Regions from separate parts of the Zea mays genome. Here region 1 is linked to region 2. The links are chromatin contacts, called in public Hi-C maps. All regions are on one chromosome and are shown on one strand. The core of a region is the stretch at or near the end of the contact, and the rest is flanking DNA. Distances in the headings are between cores, read along the strand shown. Region 1 holds the start of LOC100273800. Region 2 holds the start of LOC111589273.

Evidence for each region. A called contact is a pair of places that touch in the nucleus more often than the background predicts.
Region 1: a contact with region 2 is called in a Hi-C map of ear, with 2.2 times the contacts expected there. The contact joins the promoter of LOC100273800 here to the promoter of LOC111589273 in region 2. A contact is called at or near these places in 3 of 25 Hi-C or Micro-C datasets (ear, leaf and tassel).

The regions. Positions count from the first base shown.
Region 1 is chr5:82,602,180-82,604,879 of Zm-B73-REFERENCE-NAM-5.0, reverse strand. LOC100273800 reads right to left here and starts at 1,258. Exons shown (of 5, transcript NM_001353586.1): 1 at 1-1,258.
Region 2 is chr5:82,384,930-82,387,629 of Zm-B73-REFERENCE-NAM-5.0, reverse strand. LOC111589273 reads left to right here and starts at 1,330. Exons shown (of 1, transcript XM_023300066.2): 1 at 1,330-2,275. The coding sequence starts at 1,563. The coding sequence ends at 1,865.

The DNA of each region.
Region 1 (2,700 bases), core at 9-2,508, 220 kb before region 2:
AAACTTATAAACTTTATCAGATATGAAATATAAACATCTGAAAAATGGTATGCTCAGAACATCAACATGAGCAACAAACAAACAAATAAATCGGCCCTTGGCATCTGTGAACCAACTACATACAAAAACAGTTTTGACCTAGCATACTTGTCGTAACGATAACCACAATCGCTTTCCAGACCCAAAGTCTGCGCTCTATTACCCAGCTCCAGAGCCGGTATCAGAAGAAGCCAGGTCCGAGGCGGAGGGGGTGCCACTACCAACTCCCCCTTCCACATCAATATCCGACATGACCCCACTACCGGTAACCAAATGAGCGAGAATTCGACACGCATGTCAGCACAGCACGGACGGAACCAGGAAGGCAGGAAAGATAGACACAGCAGCGTTTTTCCAAGGTTCAAGATGGCCTTGACGCGCAACCAGCATTTTCCAGATAAGCCAAACGAAGGGGACCGGGACCGCCCTCCACAGCCCACAGGTCATGCCACCCATGATCGTTGACACTGAGAAGGGAGTGCGATGACATCGTTCGTCTACCCACATAAAACTCAGTACCACTTCTCATCAAATGGTACTAGTAATTACAAAAAATACAGTGGCAATGTCAAGTACTAGTAACTAGTTTACCTGGCTTAACTGACAGACTGCCTACTGAGTTAGTCACAACGAGTACCAGACATCTCACGGTGAATTTGGTGATGGAAACTGCATCGCCATGAAACCGTTCAGACCCAGTACATGAATCCCTTTCGTGCAACTGCCATGGTAATTGCTACCAAATCATTGGAACAAAACTAGCCCAAAAAACACTTTTTTTTCATCTCTCGAATACGTAGAATGAAAAGCAACTCTCCTGCCTTAAAAAAAACAAGAAATAGCCCCAATCCCCAAAACTAATGAACTGGTCGTTCTGAAACCGATGCACCAACCCCCAAGCAAACTCTCCCGTTCGAACCGAACAGCAGAACGAACGAAACGTCACCTGCCGATCGATCCTGCCCCCCTAGTACGAGGAGCCGCAGCAGTCGTCGTCGCTCGAGAACACCAGCATCGGGAATGGCGACCGGGAGGGTGCGGGGTGCGGCTTGGGATTCGGAAGGAAGCGCGGCGTCGTATCGGATGCCCTGCCGTCGCCGGGAGGAGGTGGAGACGCCGAGGCAGCAGAGCACTGCAGTGCCGCAGAAGGCGAGAGAAGGGAGATGGAATGGAAGCAGCGGACTGGGGTGGCTTGGATTCCTTCCTTCCCTGGTTGGATCCGAGGCCATTTATCACGGACCACGCGGCCCACGCTCACGCAGGGTTAACGGGTCGAGTGCGCTGCCAGTTGTCTCTTTGCGCGTAGTACGGAGTGCTGCTACATCCACGCGCGGATGCGGGTACGCGGACACGTACACTACGCCGGCAGCGCGGTGCACGGGCAGTGGGCCCGCGTGGGCAGTGTGTCGGTGTGGGTGGTTCGTCCTGGGCATGATAAATGGGCTCAGTAGTGTGGAGTGTGCGTGCACGTGACGAACATGTACTGTACAATATGGGTACGTTTTTTTAGAAGAGACCGTACGGCACGAAGTCTACCGTTCCGGCTCCCAAAATCGTGCATCTGTGAGCTACCTATCAACTGAGGTCTTGCTAGGAGGATTAAATTATTTTATATTAAGTGAGTGCTCGTGCGTTGCAACGGAACCGTATAATAACAGGATAACTTATGTATATATGTGTGTTATATTGTTATAATAAAATATTTTGGAATCGATTTGTGATCCTAACCATACATAAATTTTGTTATTTTAATTTAGTTATTTCACCATTACATTGCAACCATCAGTACCATATAGACTTCTATATATGATTTTAATAATGCCATTGAGTTATAATGACAACATGATTAGGAAAGTGTTATTTACAACTCAAATCTCAGAAAAAGGGTACTAAGAAAGGACGGAAATAAGGTAATTAACTCTGTCACATGAACCAAGTGAACAATGAAATATCTCCATTCCAGCAAACAACATGACAGCCTAAAACTCGAAAAAAGATCAATACAATATTGACCATATATCATAGCCATCACCATTGTCATCATTTATCAAGCAATAGCGATGGGAGCGGGGATGGGAGCCGCTGCTGACGGGATTTGAGGGATCCGCTGCGGGCGGGATGCGAGGGACGCCCATTCCATAGTAGGTGAGCGGCGGTCGGCCGGGATGCGAGGTGGCGGGCGGGCGGGATTCGAGGGGAGCCGCTGTGGGCCGTCGAAGGAAGGAGCGTCGTCGAAGGAAGGAGGGAGGGAGATGGCAGGCGCGCAGCGTGACGGCAGAACCGTGTGCCACTGGGAATTGTGGACGCCTACGATAGGCACATAATTAATAGTAGAGATAGACATACAAAAGTAGAGATACAGAACCAACTTATTTCTCTCACAGAGTTTCTTGGTTCACTTATTTTTTCCCTCCATCTCAGCCTGCTTACGGACTTCTGAGAGCACCTAAAGGGGGGTGAATAAGTGATCCTGTAAAATTCAACAACTGATAGCCACAAATCTTGGTTATACAAATGTTAGTGTGACTAAGTAGTTGCGAAGCGAGTTCTTGTGGCCAAGACAATCACAAAGAGATCAACACAAGAGACACACGATTTTATCCTGTGGTTCGGCCAAGTAACATTTGCCTACTTCCACGTTGTGGTGTCCCAATGGACGAG
Region 2 (2,700 bases), core at 81-2,580:
CCGCTGTCGTAGGGGCGGTCTTGTCAGCAACAGCCCATCGTCGCTAACCGTAGCCTAACGATCGTTCCAAACATGGATATGGCTATCCTATCGGCTACCAGTCTACCACACACAGAGAGATATGATGAGAACAACGGGCACAGTTGTGCAGTGCAGGGCATGAGAAACGGGCACACGCATGGATGGCTACCAGTGAGACTGAAACATCCCTTGCCATCTTCTACGTACAATCTCATACACGGCCCAAACGGAAACGGTGCACTAGAGCCATTCTCCGTCAAGGCCTCTGCCCTAGTGCCCTCTCCTCCTCCACCACCACCTTTTCTATTCCTCTCAATGTTCTCTGCAGCACCAGACGGATTCATGGCGCTCATCAATGCGGTTTGGTGGCAGAAGAATGGGCCGGCCGGGTGAGGCTCTGCATCTGCATCTGCTGCAGTTCTCTCTCTCTCTCTTTTCCCCCCTTCCCATCACTCCCCATCAGTGCATGTCCTACTAGGACTAGCAGGGAGAGACTTGAGGGTACTGTTCCTGCTTTGACCCTCCCCTTCTCCGCGGTTCCTTTTTATCAATGCCTCGGACACCACGCGTGCGCGCAGACACACGCGCGCCGTAATAATAATAATAATAATAATAATAAATAAATGGATTCTGCAGGATTTTGTGAGAAGAATTCACCGCCAAAATGCAGCGCGCCATAAATGAACTCTACAGGGGGTTCTGAAATGAACTTCCCTGTGATGATGTGAGCTTTCTTGGTGTTTTTTTTAAAGAGATGGCCGTCAGACTCACATATCACACTCTGTGAAGCCTGAACCGGATATACTGTTTTCAGTGAACCTTTTAAGGGATGCGTTGATTCTTCTCACTGAATTCTACAGGCAGCTCCACCGTAATACAGTACTGACTGAGCTCTACAGGCAGCTCCACCAGGACAATTAATAAATACTCCAGGTATCCAACTACTAATGTCAATTCCAGCGACAGGTGTTTTCTTTACATAGATGGGTTTGTAATAAAAAGTGAAAATAAGGAGTGAGATATCGACTTTGCTGAATATAGGCTGAGTGGCTTCCTTTGTGCAAACTACTGCAAGTCACAAAACGACCTCTAAATCATATATATGGAGGGGGGTACGGAGAAAATCAGAAAGTTTTCTCTCTTTTTTTCGCACGAGGAATTTTTGCAAGTTTTCACAGCAGCGTATATATTATTATATGTATTATGTATATATAAAAACTAGCAAGCTGCAGCATGCTGCATGCCACAACGCAGCTGCCTGAACTCGCTCCCGGTATCTGCGTCGTCCACCGCCACTTTCTTCGGCTCCTCACTTCACTTCACCCTTCTTCTGTCTGCTTCGACGCCTCGACGCCACACTTGGCAGCAGCTCGCACTCGACAGCAGCCGCTGCTGCTACTCTGCGACGCGGTCTGCGCCATTGTGACAGCTAGCGCTGCACTGGTCTCGCCCTCGCCCTCGCCTCCGCCTCCGCCCACCGCGCGCCCACGCAGCCTACACGTACACGCCCACGTCCTCCTACACCCCTGCTCCCTCCCGCCATGAGGAGGCGACGGTGGGCGCCGCTCGCCGCCGCGTGCCTCGTCGCGCTCGCGGCGCTCCTGGCCGCCGTCCACGGCGGCGGCGGTGGCGGCGCTCGGGGCGCCGCCGCGCCAATGCCCGCGACCCGCCGCCCGGAGGCGAGCGCGCGCGTCGCCGCCTTCGACGCCGCGCGGTGCAAGAGGCAGCGGAACAGAGCTGGCGCCGCCTGCGCGATGCTGCCCGCCGCCGCTGCGGCCGGCGGCGGCGGCGACGACGACAAGCGGGTCGTGCCGACAGGCTCCAACCCCCTGCACAACCGATGACAAGATCTTGCACGATTGCAGAGGCAAGGACGTGGAGGATCTCCGTCGCACTTGCTCTGCGTGCGTCGTGCTCGTGCGTCATTCCATGGCGGATTGGTTGGCGGCGCGAGGGGAAGTGTAGCGGAGGAGAACTCCATGGCCACTGATCTAGCTAGCCTCCAGCTAGGGAGTAGTAGGATTATAGTAGCGTATATAACCAGTTACTACTAACTAACTAGTGGTTCTTGTTCCATGGCCGCTCTGGTATCGGCGTTCGTCAGAGCCGACGAACTGTTGTAAGCCACGGTTTGGAACGCCGGAATTTCGTGGGATTTCCAAGGAAATTGCATGTTTCTCCCGTGAAATTCTCGCGTTCCAAACAAGACCTCAAGACTGGGAAAAGATGCTGGTTTCCTCTTATCTTCTCTGGTTCATATAATACAGCATGCACCAACATTTCGTTTTCTAAGGAGTATACATACTCGGATACTCCTCTTCTTTTTATAAGGAGAATTTGCCTGAATTGGTTTCAAATAGTTTGACAGAACCAACCTGGCCAGGATACGAGCACTGAAGAACCTGACTAGCAATGGGTTTCCACTTCTGCATTAAAGAAAAACGAACATAACTTCACTTGGCATGGTAGGTATATGCTTCTACACCTGCAAAAGGGGGAAAAAAAAAGAACGAAGTCATCCATGTAGTATATGGAACTATGGAAGGCCTGGTATCAAGTTTGCCTTTTGAAGTGAAGTGCCTCTTGGGTTAGGATGTTCAAATGGCTCGCTCCTCGTCAGCTCGCCTCTCTCTGACTTGTTGCATGACTCTCTCTCTCTCTCTCTCTCTTCTCTCTCTC